Regions from separate parts of the Arachis hypogaea genome. Here region 2 is linked to region 1. A link is a contact called in public Hi-C data. All regions are on one chromosome and are shown on one strand. Each heading gives the region's core, a stretch centred on a gene start, on an enhancer-like site or on the middle of the called end of the contact. The rest is flanking DNA. Distances are from core to core; before and after follow the strand shown. Region 1 holds the start of LOC112714862 (copper-transporting ATPase PAA1, chloroplastic). Region 2 holds the start of LOC112714874.

Region 1 (7,954 bases), core at 3,843-6,342:
AAGAGAGAAGGGTGTATTGGGTACTTGTAAAATGCATTCGATATTATGCCAGTTATCATTTGATCTACAAAGTATATGTTCGTGGTTAGGTTAGATGCACCCTTGAGTGGCTTGCCCATGCATTATTTGTTGAGGGTGATAATTACCTAGCTGTGATTTGGCTATAGTAATTTAACTCTCTCTGTATGGAGATGACATACTTAGTTGCAATAGTCTTATTTTCTCGTTCATTAGGGAGGTTGGCATATTCATGAGTTTATTCATATCCTTATTTGGCAGGCATTTTTTATAGTTGCATTAATCTTGTGTTCATTTTCAACCATGCAGATGAAGTGGTGATGATTTCAGTTGCATCCCTTATAATTTTGTTCAGTGTACAGAAGTATGGAACAAGTAAAGTGGGACTTTTAGTAGGACCTGCTTTGTTCATATGGTTTTGTTCTCTTGCTGGAATTGGGATCTACAATCTTCTCAAATATGATACTGGTGTCTTGAAGGCATTTAATCCTATTCACATCTACTATTTTTTCAAGAGGAACTCAACTAAAGCATGGTATTCTCTTGGGGGTTGTCTCCTTTGTGCTACTGGTAAATACATATATCCTGGATCTTGGTACAGGGATGCAATAATACTAAATACATTGCCTTGTCATGTAGATTTGTAGATTTGGTTCTCCTAGTGAGTCTTTTATATTTGTTCCGAAGGCAATACATTGGTAGCAAGTATGATGGTCAGTGTCAAAGTTTTCATTTAGTCTTTGTCACTATTTGAGTGGAACAGTCCAAATTTCAAGGTTCATCGATAATAATAATTCAACCAGAGCTTGATCTATTGCTGTAAACATCCACTATAATATGTAGTATGATGAATATACAGTATAATGTCGCTGTGGTTGCATATGCAAAACTCTTCATCCATTGATTAACATCACTTATTGGGCCATTTTGCAGGTTCAGAGGCCATGTTTGCAGATCTTTGCTACTTTTCTGTACAATCAGTTCAGGTAACAAACTATGTTAGACCATTAGGCTTCTTTCATTGAATCATTTCTTTTATTTCATTTGTCATGTCAACTATGTGCTGATAAAAATTAATTGTGGTAATTGGCAGCTTTCTTTTGTCTTTCTTGTTTTGCCGTGCCTAGTATTGGGTTATTTGGGTCAAGCTGCATACCTTATGGAAAACCATGCTGATGCTGGTCGAGCCTTTTTCTCTTCTGTTCCAAGTGAGTGTTTTTATCATTTCATTCTCTACATAGGCCTGTCTTTGCAATTTACAGGATCTATAAGCAATCGCATTCCATGTGTGCAGGTGGTGCATTCTGGCCAACCTTCCTCATTGCAAACGTTGCTGCACTAATTGCAAGTCGGACTATGACAACAGCAACATTTTCATGCATAAAACAATCAACAGCACTTGGTTGTTTCCCTCGTCTTAAGATCGTTCATACCTCCCGGAAATTTATGGGCCAGATCTATATTCCTGTCCTAAACTGGTTTCTCTTGGCTGTTTCTCTGGTTTTGGTCTGCACTATATCCAGCATTGATGAGATTGGCAATGCTTATGGTAATGTGTTTCTGTTTATTTTTATAATCACCACATTTATTCATTAGATTTATCAAGCACATTGATTTACCCTTAGTGGAATAAAGCATCGTAATATAATAGTCTGCATAAGAAACTTAGTTTACTCGGACTATTAAAAATTATCGAACTCTTCTACCAATATTTCATTTTTCATGTTCTCAACTACATCGGAGAGATAATAATACAACTTAAGTCTTCTATAAGAAGACCCATTTGCTTCAAGAAACCCTAAACCCCATTATTACCGTGCTTGCTTTGCACTGGTCATAAGGTCGGAACACAATTTCTGCGCACACACACGCACGCAGGTCAATCAGCTAGTTGTTATTATAATTTTATTTTAAACGGATGTCTGTCGCATACCTCTGAATTCACATAATGAATACATCAATAACAGTTTGACTGGGTAAACAGAGTACAAGGATATGGAGACTGCATAGTTTAGCTTTCCATAGTATTTTACACACTGCACTTCCTTTGCTGCTACTAAATTATATGTAATATTATAATGAATTTGTATTCAGGTTGATCCTTGGTCCTCTTTCAGGTATTGCGGAGCTTGGAGTGATGATGATGACCACTATTTTAGTAACCCTTGTTATGCTTCTTATATGGCAAATACACATCATCATAGTGCTGACATTTGTGGTATTCTTCTTGGGATTGGAGTTGATTTTCTTCTCATCTGTTTTGGGGAGTGTGGCAGATGGAAGTTGGATTATATTGGTCCTTGCTGTGATAATGTTTTTTATCATGTATGTTTGGAATTATGGAAGCAAGCTCAAGTATGAAACTGAAGTCAAACAAAAGCTGTCAATGGATTTGATGCGAGAATTAGGTAGCAATCTAGGCACAATACGGGCTCCTGGAATTGGTCTTCTCTATAATGAGTTAGTCAAAGGAATCCCAGGAGTTTTTGGCCATTTTTTGACTACGCTTCCAGCAATACACTCCATGATCATTTTTGTGAGTATTAAGTATGTTCCTGTTTCTGTGGTGCCTCAAAGTGAAAGGTTCCTTTTCCGGAGAGTCTGCCCAAAAAGCTATCATATATTCCGTTGTATTGCCAGGTAACTAGATCTGTCTAATTGAATTCTTTTGGCATGAGATCAGTTTAGATATGAATCTCAAAATCCAAGCTAATTGACTTTTACCTTGGGAAAGTTGTTTGAATGATGAAAATGTGACCTTAAAAGTTACTTTTACAAACAAAACATACAGTAGCTTCAGTGAACATCAATAACTTCGTTAAATTATGTCTATCCACATAATGAAGATGTCTTTTTATCTTACAAATGCAGACTTCTGTAATTTCTACAGGTATGGTTATAAGGATGTCCGTAAAGAAAATCACCAGACTTTTGAGCAGCTGCTGATTGAAAGCCTAGAAAAATTTATACGACGTGAGGCTCAAGAGAGGTCACTGGAGAGTGATGGGGATGAAGATTCTGACTCAGAGGAAGGGCACTATGATTCCAGGGTTCTTGTAGCTCCCAATGGGAGTGTTTACTCACTTGGGGTTCCTCTTCTGGCTGGTCATAAGGACACAAAAAAGCTCACTTTAGAAGCAAGCACTTCAGAGGAGGTAACCCCGGCACTTGATGCTGAGCAGAGCCTTGAGTGGGAGTTATCTTTTATTCACAAGGCTAAAGAATCTGGAGTTGTTTATCTTCTTGGTCATGGGGATATAAGGGCAAGGAAGGACTCATGGTTTATCAAGAAGCTTGTAATAAACTACTTCTATGCATTTTTGAGAAGGAACAGCAGGAGGGGTATCACGACTTTAACTGTACCTCACTCAAATCTGATGCAAGTTGGCATGACTTACATGGTTTGAAAGAAAACAGATGACAATTTTCTTAGAAACTAGACTTCGATAGCAGAGAGCGAGGATCAGAAAGATCATACTTCGAATGCAATCTTAAGTGTTTCCTTGATCTGATCATTTCTAGTTTGGATCTCCAAATTGTTTAAATATCTTTCCGGTTCCCATCTCTCGTATAGAGGAAGTTTTGTGGTTGCGAGCTTTGCCATCTGCATATTTATGTATGTAGTTGGAATAGGCTGATAACATAAAGAAACAGAAATGAGAAAAACTGTACTTGGTTAATTATATAGGCACTTCGTGAATGGGTCAAATTTCACGCCAATGTAAGCATGGACACCGTGTACTGTACAGTGGCATTTTGCCCATTTTATTCTTCTGTCAACTTTGCGGTAAATAATGCCATATCTCATGACATTACTGCATCTCAAATAGCTATATTTCAATTTGACTTGCTCAATTCAGTAGATGGGATTTAAACCTTTATTTTCCTGTGAAAGAATTAAGATTGATAAGCTTTATTTGTTTCACTTGCTTTTGTTCCTAAACGTGTATTGATATTCGGTGTGTCCAATTCCTACCTTGTTGTACTGTCATGAAAATATATTTTGCTTGATCATTGAACATATGGATAAAAGAAATTAACACATCACAATTTTTTAATTTTCCACGTCCACAAAAACAATAGCCATCCCAATTCAGGTTGCTCTGTTAAAGAAGACTAATACATGAACACAGCTAACTTCACATGAATCGAGTCCATACAATTCTTGATAGCATCACTCGCCTGCCAATTAATCCACCAAGGTTCATGAAAAATTGCAAACCAAACCAAACCAAATCAACGCTACGAAATTCATGTGCGTGCTGTAACTAACATGTAACTAGCGTTCATTATCTAAAAGAGTACGGTATTGGCAAAAAGTAAAGCAATTGATTGGTAACTTCTAAACGGTAATCCAAAGCTTAGTTTTATTCAGACAAAAACTAGAAGAGAACGATAATTAGCAAAGTCATACCTTGAAAGGTAGAATTGAAACCGCAGTTAGTTAAATGCTGAGCAAGTGCTTCTCCTAATTGCTTCTGCCAGTTGGGGGAACCTTTTTCTTCGGATACGGCAGACACTACTGCTTTAGCGGCGGTTAGATTCACAGTAGCAGATGACACTTGTGGCTGCCCGTTCATCATTTCATTTCATTATTAATATATAAAAGATAAAAAAAATGGAATAGAAAAAGGAAGAGCATACTCGGCTTTCTAGAAGCTTCCTGACGTTATTGGCGCAGCCGTCGCACATCATACCCTCAACGTTGAGAACAATAGCATCGGAGGGAATGTCACCACCACCAGCTGAGCTGGAAACGCAGCGTAGAGGAGGCAGCTGAGACGAGTGGTTGAAGCGGAAGACGAGTGATGGCTTCTGTTTCGCTGCTGATTGAATCGTCCACGTGGCGAATTGACGGTTGAGAGGTTTGAAGAGTGGCTTTAAACTCATCTGTATCTGCATCGGCATGTTGAGGCACAAAGCAGATTCCATAATTGCGATTACAGCACTTCTCACCAAAGTCACAGGTTAGAACTCTCAATAGATCCTCTAAAGAAAGGTGTTTACTTATTAGTGTACCCAATTCGGGTCGAACCACAATAATAGAAACATGTTGAACATTAATACAGTTGATTAATTAATTAAACATGTAGAACATTAATAAACTATGAACTTATTATTATTTTTTGCTTTTAAAAAATTTGAAGTAAAAAATATTAAAAATAATAATTTTTTTTATGAAATTTTAAAAAACATTAATTAAAAATAAAAATTAAATAATAAAGTTAAAAATGCGTTGAAAATATATACAAAAAATTCATTTATACTTATTACCAAGAATTCCAAAAATAATTGTGAGCTTAAACAGGGTTGGAATCATTGTGAGCTTACCCTAACACCCTCGGAACCTCTGTGGCTCTGTCTCCCTTAGTTCTCAGACTCAAAATTCTCTCCTCTCTCACTGCCTAGCCCACTAGAGTCTCTCTCAATCTCACTCGAGTCTCGTCTCAGTCACACTCGCCGGCGTCTCGTTGTTCATCTTGTCGACGTCTCGCGGCCTTCCTCGTCGTCTCACTCGAGTCTCGTCCCTGGGCTCATCGTCGCCGGCGGCAGAGGCAACTCGTGGGGTCGTGGCTTGCTTCATCGTGTCCCGTGAGGTCGTCGTCTTCTGGTTTCTGTTCGTCGTCATCGCCGTGGACCGTTGGTGAGTCCCCGTTCTCTCTCTTCCAGATTTTCCTTCTCCCTGTATTTTGAGCTGTTGCTGAATTGCTAAAATCAATCAATTCGCCTTGTTGATCTAAATGTTGCTGTAAATCATGACTGAATTAGGAATTGTTGAATTTGTTGTTGTAAGTTGAATTTGTTACTGAATTTGTTATTGTAGGTTGAATTTGTTGCTGAAAATATCACTGGACTAATTTTTTGGTTGCTGAAAATCATCTCTAAGTTGAATTTGTTGCTGATTATCACTGAACCTTGAATTTGTTGCCGTCTTGCTGAAATAATCACTTAGCTAAATTTTTTGCTACTGTAAATAATCTTTGGAGCTAAACTTTTTGTTGCTGAAAATTATCATAATTGAATTTGTTGCCGAAAATTATCAATGAGCTGAATTTGTAGCTGTAAGAATAGATTTGATTTTTAGTATTGATTGAGTTGATTCTTATACAGGCAGTATTGATTTGGTATAATTAGTTGAATTTAGTTTTTAATTAGTTGGTAAGAATGCTATGGAAGATATAGATGCAAATCAAAATGAAGGCAATGTTGGTCAAGCTCCAAATTTGTCCGATAAAGATATAGATGCCGATTTTGAGATCACTCCTTGGACTTGATTTAGTTATTGTGTTATGTTTTGCTCTCTTCATTTAAATTGAGAAAGTATTTTGTACTAGTAACTAGTTTATTTTCTATTTTTACATCATTAGTTATGTTTAAGAATTAATACTTAGTTTGTTATTAATGTGTTTGTGAAGACATGCTTTTTTAATTTTAAGCTTATTTTTTGTAATTTTATATTTATATTTAATTGTGACCGGATCAACCAGATTGATTACCGGTTTGGTTTTGATAACTATGAGTTGGAATATATTCATGTATCAATTATATTATTATATTATATGAACACGTATTCTTCTTCCCACCTTTTGGATGCAGCTTTCAGGCTCAGGGAAGAACCAGAGGAAGTAGTATGCACAGTTGAGGAATGGGGTTGAAGAAAATGCTCAGACCAATAGCAACATCACTACACCTACCGTCGCCGCACCCACTCTCTCCTCTTCCAAACCCTCCTCTCCCATCTCCGCCGCCAGATCCCTCCCTCCCCCCGCCACCACCAACACTCACAGTGACCCCAATCCCCAACTCCCAATACCACCGCCTCCTCAACTTTCTCAAGACCCATCTTTCCCCACCTTTCACCCCAGAATCCCTCCTCCATTTCCTCAAATCCAAGCTCCACCACCACCCTTCCTTTTCCCACTACGATTTCCACGTCTTCACCTGGGCCTCCTTCATCGACTCTTTCCGCCACACTCACTCCACTTTCCATTGGATGGCCCAAACCCTAGCTCTCTCCCACCGCTTCCACCACCTCCGCATCCTCCTTGATTTCATTGCCTCCAACCCTTGTCCCTGCTCCGACTCCATCTTCTCCTGCCCCCACACCGAATCCATCTTCCGCTTCGCCATCCATGCTTACTGCAAAGCCGGCAAATTGGACGAAGCTGTCTCCTCGTTCCGTTCCATGTGCAGGTTGATCGACGGTAGGCCTAATGTTGCAGTTTGTAATATCATAATTCATGGATTTGTGAAATGGGGAATGCTTGATAGGGCTCTGGAGTTTTATGATGAGATTGTTAGGGTTAGGATTAGGCCTGATTTGTTCACTTTTAACATCTTGATCAGTGGTTATTGTAGGAATTTGAAGTTTGGGTTGGCATTGGAGATGTTCAAGGAGATGAGAAAGATGGGGTGTGAGCCAAATGTGGTTACTTTCAACACTTTGATTAAGGGGATGTTTAGGGAGGGGAAGGTTGAGGAAGGGATTGGGATGGCTCATGAGATGATTTATTTGGGGTGCGAGTTCTCCAATGTCACTTGTGAGATTCTGGTTCGAGGACTTTGCGAGAAAGGAAAGGTTTTGCAGGCTTGTGAGATGTTAGTTGATTTCTCCAGAAAGGGCGTTTTACCTAAAGGGTATGATTATTTTGATTTGGTGGATGCTCTGTGTGGGAATGGAGATGTTGATAGAGCATTGAGGCTAATTTATGAGTTGTGGGAGAAAGGATGTGTGCCTAGCTTGATTGCTTGCATTGTGATGATTGATGGGTTGAGAAGATCGAGGAAGACTAAAGAAGCTTGGAGATTAGTGGAAAAGATGCTTAAAGAGGGTATGATACTGGATGTTATTACTTTTAATTTTGTGCTTCAGGATATTTGCAAAGTGGGAAGAACAGAGGAAGCAAATAAATTAAGATTGCTTGCTTCGAGCAAG
Region 2 (7,954 bases), core at 2,666-5,165, 140 kb before region 1:
CTTCCTAACAAAACCTTGAAACCAGCCTCAGTGTGTTCTTCTCCCTTGTCTCGATGGCAGCTGCAACATCTGGTGCTGTGTTGAACGGTTTGGGATCTTCTTTCCTTTGTGGAGGAAAGAGGAGCCAGACACTACTTGCTAATGCTATTGCAGGCAAAGCTGGTGCTTATGTTAGTCCTAAAAGATATGTTGTAGCTGCTGCTGCTGCGCCAAAGAAATCATGGGTCCCTGGTGTTAGAGGTGGTGGAAACTTCATTGACCCTGAATGGCTTGACGGCTCGTGAGTTCCCTCATCTACTTACTTTTTCCCTCTCATCTTCATTTCAGAATGTGTCATGAACCGATTCTTCTAAAGCTTAAATTGTTTGGTAGACTTTTTAATTACAGACACTAAACTTTAGAGATTTAGTTGTAGAGACTATGATACTATATTATAAACCATTTATTCCAAAAGCTTGAACCACAAATTAAATGGGCATGATTGGTTCTACATCTAATAGAATGTTTCAATTGCAGGCTACCTGGTGACTATGGTTTTGACCCACTAGGGCTAGGGAAGGACCCAGCATTCCTGAAATGGTACAGAGAAGCTGAACTCATTCATGGAAGGTGGGCAATGGCTGCAGTTGTGGGAATCTTTGTTGGCCAGGCATGGAGTGGAGTTCCATGGTTTGAGGCTGGAGCTGACCCCAATGCAATTGCTCCTTTCTCCTTTGGTTCACTACTGGGCACTCAGTTGCTTCTCATGGGTTGGGTTGAGAGCAAGAGATGGGTGGACTTCTTCAACCCTGATTCACAGTCAGTGGAATGGGCCACTCCATGGTCAAGAACAGCGGAGAACTTTGCCAATGCCACCGGTGATCAAGGCTACCCTGGTGGCAAATTCTTTGACCCTTTGGGACTTGCTGGCACCATCAAGGATGGCGTTTACATTCCAGACAGAGAGAAGCTTGAAAGGCTCAAATTGGCTGAAATTAAGCATGCAAGGATTGCCATGTTGGCTATGCTGATTTTCTACTTTGAGGCTGGTCAAGGGAAGACTCCCCTTGGTGCTCTTGGCTTGTAAACTTGGACCAATTCGTGTAGATAGTTGAATTGAGAAGCTAGATTGATGTTGAACATGAACCTTTGCCTTGTGTAGAGCCAACGTGCTCCCTCACAACAAATTCAAATCATATCATATGCTTTTAATATTAGATGATTCCCCATGTGTATGATTTGAAATGTAGCAATTGCATAAAGACTAGCATTTTACTCTCTTTACCAAATCTGTTGTGGTGAAAGATACGAGCTTGCTCATCTCTCTGCGGGTCCAAGTTGCAATGATTGTTTGAAACTTTGGATTGCCATGAAAGTAAATGGGGAAAATATGAAACAATGCAACAAATTTGAATAAGAGAACATAACGTTACATGCTGCTATCTTCGGCTGCTCATGAATCACAGAAAACAAAACATAATCATAAGAACAAGATATTGAGATAGATTTCATGGAAAATACATAAATAGGCGTTCACAAAGTTCTGCATTCAAACGCAGAAGCATTTAATCAAAATTCAAAAGACACGCAGCAAAATCAACTCTATTCTAGTTGGAAGGGATATGTCTAACTATTCACTCCCTCCCGAGCCAGTAGCCATCAAGAACTCACCCTCACACACAACTTCGCCTCCAACATATGCCTTCCCTTCCATCTTTGCTATTCCAAATCGCTTTTGCAACTTAATAAGTGTCATTCTCATGACTAAGGTGTCTCCTGCAATCACAGGCTTACGAAATCGCACTTTGTCTATTCCGGCAAAGAAGAAGTTTTCACGAGAGCCTCCCACATCAGGTTGCAACATGACCAAACCACCAACTTGTGCCATTGCCTGCAGCAAAAGATCTCTCACATTTATCACCAACTTTAAAAGCAGAGTATAAAAGAAAGCATACAAGATTTGCTCTTCCTTTTCTTTTTGGTACACCTCTTCATACAATTAATTCCCAGCCATCAAACCAATAATTAGAAGAGATGTTGCTCAAGATTCAAATGTAGAAATTTAGTCATTGAATAGTCATCTAAAAATTTAGAAATGCTTTTGCACAAAAAGCTTCTTCTGAAACTTAGCAGATAACTCTAAGTCACAAACACCAGATGCTTCTCTTATCACATTCTCTACTCTCAAGGACCTTCAGAAGTGGGAACCTCAATGGAAGAGCACTTACCATGACTGAAAAAGTAAGATAACTACTCCAACAAAAATAAGGAAAAATGAAATACCAAAGACACTGCACATTCACAAAGGGGTCTGCTACTTCTACTTCCTCCCTACTCGACCTAAAATTCGTTTTATTGCATTATTGGCCATGCAAGCAAGAGTGTATTTACTCTTCATAAGCATCTACAACTAATTCAACTCCTAAATCTTTGATTTTTCACTTGTTTAGGGTTTAATGTAATGGATGCAACCTCTTATGCAAGCTGCAATTATAATAAGTATAAGGAAATAAAATTGCACCCTTGCTAACAACTATAGCTTTTGGTCTAGTAACAAGCATTTGATCCATCAATGTGTAGGCAAATCAGGAGGTTGTTCTCATTTATTGGTACTGTTGCAGCCCATATAGGCATATACATGACTCTATTGCAGCAAATATCTGGTGCAAACACCACACCAGCATACATCAATAGAAGAGAGCATTTTTGAGAACCAAGATGCTTAGGCAAATGAAGTTCCAAGTAAAACCAGCAAGTCACTGTAGAGTAGCTAAAAGAGGTTCTTGTAACAGACTGGTATTTCCATTTTTTTTTTTTTTCCAAATGAGATAAAGATGAGGCCTAATATTCATAAACCCTGGTTACCCTACACATTTACTCCTCCTATGCTTCAAAGAAAATATGGAATAGGTTTCACAATAAAAGTAAGTGCGAAGCATAGAGTGTACAGTTTAGTTACCTCAACCATTAGAACACCAGGCATGATTGGCCTTTCGGGAAAGTGGCCAGGGAAGAAGTTGTCATTGATGGTTACATTCTTGATGGCAACTGCAGACTTTCCAGGGTTGTACTCAATCACTCTATCTACTAGAAGAAAAGGAAACCTGAACTTCCCACATCCCACCATACCATTGCAGACAGTTAGTTAGTTAGTTATAATTATAAACAAGAAGAGAAACAAAGAAACAAAAATCACAAGCAATAAAGTATGAAACACAATTTCAGAAAGGAACATGTGACCTTAAGGTTACCAATAAAGGAAATTTTTATAGAAAACATACAAATTCAAACTTTCAATGCATTTGTTTTACATTTATCAAGTAAAAGGTTCAAAAACCTGTACTTGTCAAGTTAGATAAACCCTAATCCCAAATATTAAAAAGAAGTTTAGGGAGAGGTAGGTAGCGTACCTGTGGGGCAAAATCTCACGAATCTGGTTGATGTCCATGACGGTTGGGAATGCGGGATACCCTGCGAGAAGGGGGGAAGAGTGAGAAGAAAGGGAAGATGAATATGAATAATGAAATAGAGAAGGGAAGCATACTTAATTCAATGGGGGTAGCATCATGATTAGGAGCAGCATCGGAATCAGAGGAACAAAGCGCTATGAAAGGTTTAGATCTGGGGTTAGGGAATTTGACAAGTGAGGTTTTGGGTTTAGAGGAAACAGATTGAGAAGGAGGAGAAACGGGAGAGAGGATTGCATTGGAGAGAGCAGAGGCTGCCATTGGAGTCGGAATTGAGGGAATGCCACTCTCACTCTCTCTCTCAGACTCAGCTCTCAGCTCTCAGGCGACATAACCATTCACCAATCCTGCAGCAACTCAACAGTAACCAGGCCCAATTGAGTCCTTTCCGGCCCAGATGTTTTTTACAAAAAATTATAATAAAAATTGGAATGAAGTCAGGTAATTTATTCTTTTCATTGTTTTATGTACAATGTAGTGAATGTACTTATGTTTCATTTAAATATCTCCATTTTGCATTCTATTTAAATTAATATTAACTACTAGTATTCTTCTATAAAAAAATTTCATTTTTATATTCATTTAAGTAATTCAGTCAGCGCAAATGAGTTATAACTCAAATGACATAGTCTTCTCCATACTCATCTAAAAGGTTATGAATATAAGTCTCTTTGATAAATAAAAAAAAATAAAAAAGAAAAAAGTAATTCAGCCAGCAAAACACTGATTTATGCACGTTTATCTCATTTTTAGCCTCTCAACAACTTTAGAAAGGTTAGAATTAGTTATTAAGCAAAAGATGTGTACCATAATTCGTATAGAAAGACATTTAAGAGTAGGCCAATGTTACTGGATAAATGACCAAAAAATTTCTATAGATATAAATTTGAAGTGTTGAAATGATATTGGAGTTTGTCTAATTGCCTGTAACAATAATGATATCTATACAGTAGCATTGGCCTTAAGAGTAAACAATAATGTAATAAAAAACATGTGATATTATTTATTGGAACTTTTACACTTGGAAATTGATTCTCTTATAGAGAAACAATAAACAAAGAAAAAAAAATCAATAAGACTAACAAATATACCTATGATACACTTAAACAAACATTTCATTAGTTAAAAGCAGAACAAATCTTGCGGATTTCACCATCAGTGCCAGTCTTGACCCCAATGTTGCTCATCTTAACCATAGACTTTCCAAATTCAACATTGAATGTCAAGCCAAGAAAGCCTCTTAGGCCCAAATATCTTTGCACAAAGCTCTTTGTGGAAGGATCATTCCATAGTGCTTGATCAGATTGCAGGACTCCACGACGGTTCCTGAGATTAGAGAAGTAAGACGTATCAAATTTGAACTGGCTTCCGGTATCGAGTGCAACACGGTTTGCAGCACCGGTGTTTTGAGGGCACAGTGCTTGTAGATTTGAAACAAATGAAGGGTCAATGGCAGGGTCAGCAGCAGCAGTTCCATTGAAGTTGAACAATCTGTTACTGAAGAATTGGCATTGCGAAGTTCCAATGGTGTGTCCACCTACAAGAGTAACAAGGTCTTGTGTGTTGAGTCCCTTGGCTGCGAACTTTTGTTTCTGAACATCAACCGAGTCTGAAGGTGCTGGCAAGTTGCTTACGTCTGAAGCTTGCGATACGCGCCCATCTCTGCGTCCTGTTGGCACTTGCCAACTCAATCCACCACTCTGCATGTAAACACACAATATTAGGATATTATAAATTAATTATTTTCTTATTAATCTGCAAAAAATTATTTCATCCCGAAAAATGTTAGACAATTATCAATATTTAAAAATATAAACAAAAAGTATATTGTTAAATTTTTAAACTATAAAAATTGAATTAATAATAAAAAATAATCAGGTGCAATCTGCTTCACGTGAAGTTAATAGTTGGGAGTCGTTAGATGAGAATTTAGTCAAATCAGTCAAATCATTTAACAGCTCTTAGTTATTAATTTCAGGTGAAGTCCACTTTGATAGTAAATTTTCATTTTGTCATAAATTCTACCACAACGGGACTTTGTAATTACCAGAACGACGGAGTCACGAGCAGCAAGGGCGAGGATATCTGCGCAAGACACAACACCGGGACAGGCAGCCTCGAGTTGTGTCTTTGCATCGTCAATAATCTCGTACCCTCTAAGTCCGAGGTTTGCAAATGCCGTTTTCTCGGTGGCAGGGCCAGAAATGAGGATAGAACCGTCGCAGCCTTGGACAAAGCAATCATGGAAGTGCATTCTAAGAATTTTAGCGGCCAAAGTAGGATCCGAGTTAACGTGGGATCGAACCGTGGACCTCACAATGGACTCGGCTCTAGGACAAGTTCTTGAATAGAACCCTACTCGGGTACCTTGGCCATGCACTGTGGTGATACCAATACACAAGCCAAGCATAAAAACAAACACGAGAATGAACTTTTTGTTGTTGAAAACACCCTCCATTGTTATTTTGGTAACTAAGGAATGAATATCAAGCACAAATAGCTAGCTAGTATGATGATGATGAGTTGAGAAATTAAAGTTGTTTATATTGTATGTTAAGGATGAATGAGATAGAAAATGTATGTGATATTGTGTTGGTGATGTGAAATGCGATGTGAGGTAGTGGTATTTATAGAGAGGAGAGGGGGTTTGTAATTGTGTTTAATAATTTGAGTTGGTCAAAGTTATGAAAATGAGTAAGTAAAGGGGGCTATGCCTTTTTGTATTTTTGCTTTTGTATATTGTATATAGAGGATCACGCATGTGTGTGAGTTTCCGCGTGAGGGTTTTCGAACTTCGAAGACTAATTGTGATGTCAACTTAAAAAAAAGTAAGAATGTTAAAAGGGAGTAATTTTTGTATTTTATAACTATTAATTTATTATTAATAATGTTTTTAATGATGTAAAATTATATTTAATAATAAAAAATTATTCATTCTTTTTTTAATAATTAAATATTAGTCACAAAACACAAAAATTGTTGACTTCTTAGATTTTTTCTTAAAAAAGTCGTAATCCGAAAGGTTTACTTTTTTGTTATTTGCATTATTGTGATTGGCCACCGGCAATAACAAGATTTGGAAGCTTTCTAAGCATCGGAATGGGCATTATTTGCAACACTTGCACCTATTGGACATAGCTAGTTCATTAGTTGTCTTGGATTGTAACCTTCTTAGGCAATCATATACATTTTTTGAGTGCTTAATTAGAAGATGTCAGCAACCGTGTGAAAAGAATATATACATATTTCTAGGCCTAATATACCAAGCTAGCTAGTGGTTAAGTTAAACTTCGTTTGATTCTGTGATAAATAGAATATTGAAAATAAAATATAAAAAATATATAAATAAAAATATTAGTATTATTATATTTTATATTTTATTTAATAATAAATTAAATATAAAAAATAAATTATAAAATTTAAATTTATTTTTATTTTTTTATATAAAAAATTTAAAAATATGATGATAAAATATATAAATATAAAAAATAATAAGAATAATAAAAATAAATAAATTATATTTATTATTAATATTTTTGTATTTTTTATATCAAGAATGATATAAAATATATTAATTTATTATCTTTAAACATAATGTCTATATTTATGTCTTTTATGTCAAATATAATTTTATATCTTTATGTGTTTATTTTAGTGTCTTATATACTTATAAATAAACACAATTAAAAGTTTAGACCAAATCTCAAAAGCTGTATTTAAAAAAGAAATTGAGACTAAAAATTAGAAATTGAGAGGTAGAGACAAAGACTAATTTAAGTTTTTATATTGTATTTGATGTAAAATGTGTATTAGATTGAGTTATATTTCAGTATGATATTTAGTTTATAATAAATATAAAAATTAAAGATTAAATTTAAAATTCAAAAAGTTAAATAAAAATTTTTTTTAATATTTTAAAATTTAGTCCATGTATATATCTTCATTTTTTACAAATATCAAAAAAATTAAAATTTTATATTTTAAAATTGACAAAATTCTAATTCTAATCTCTAATTACTAAACATAATACTCAATCCCAATTCTTTAGTCTCATTATCAGTTTCAAAAAATAAACGGAGCCAACATGTCCAAGTTTGATAGATTAAATACTGAACCATTGTATATATATGATTATTATTTTGTACCTCTTCAGTAATTATTATTACCGTATATAGTACATTAAATTCAGTCACTCTTTTTACTCATTCATTAAAAAATAGTTACGCGTAAGTGTCAATGAAAAAGTAATGTTAGGAAGCCAGTAACATTTATAATTAGTAGTCATCAATTAGTCATCAATAATAATTTGATAGTGTGAGATTCGTGTGAAATTTTATTCAATAACTCACTTTTTTTATTAATTACATGCTGATGAAAATGCAATAAAATTACTAGTTCCTAGACTTTTTCTTAATGAAATATATAGTTAGTACTATTTGTCACTTAGAAAGAATAGACAATAATGGCTTTCAGAATTCAGAAATAGCAATGAATGTCTCTATCATCCC

The links. Hi-C and Micro-C count contacts between places; a contact is called where the count stands out from the background.
Region 2: a Hi-C map of leaf shows a contact between it and region 1, with 3 times the contacts expected there. The contact joins the promoter of LOC112714874 here to the promoter of LOC112714862 in region 1. A contact is called at or near these places in 2 of 8 Hi-C or Micro-C datasets (both in leaf).

The regions. Positions count from the first base shown.
Region 1 is chr10:5,320,551-5,328,504 of arahy.Tifrunner.gnm2.J5K5, reverse strand. It overlaps LOC112714862 (copper-transporting ATPase PAA1, chloroplastic), which reads right to left and starts at 5,092. Exons shown (of 3, transcript XM_025766545.3): 1 at 4,663-5,092; 2 at 4,433-4,586; 3 at 4,046-4,200. The coding sequence starts at 4,950. The coding sequence ends at 4,193. It overlaps LOC112714860, which reads left to right and starts at 7,087. Exons shown (of 5, transcript XM_072205689.1): 1 at 7,087-7,223; 2 at 7,378-7,954. The coding sequence starts at 7,406. LOC112714859 (potassium transporter 7) reads left to right here. Exons shown (of 10, transcript XM_025766540.3): 5 at 328-588; 6 at 952-1,004; 7 at 1,112-1,226; 8 at 1,313-1,567; 9 at 2,136-2,658; 10 at 2,909-3,838. The coding sequence ends at 3,425.
Region 2 is chr10:5,458,967-5,466,920 of arahy.Tifrunner.gnm2.J5K5, reverse strand. It overlaps LOC112714874, which reads right to left and starts at 3,915. Exons shown (of 4, transcript XM_025766568.3): 1 at 3,524-3,915; 2 at 3,390-3,450; 3 at 2,939-3,083; 4 at 1,457-1,870. The coding sequence starts at 3,707. The coding sequence ends at 1,610. It overlaps PNC2 (cationic peroxidase 2), which reads right to left and starts at 6,060. Exons shown (of 2, transcript NM_001376216.1): 1 at 5,494-6,060; 2 at 4,427-5,146. The coding sequence starts at 5,904. The coding sequence ends at 4,565. LOC112714873 (chlorophyll a-b binding protein CP24 10A, chloroplastic) reads left to right here. Exons shown (of 2, transcript XM_025766567.2): 1 at 1-280; 2 at 517-1,268. The coding sequence starts at 54. The coding sequence ends at 1,066.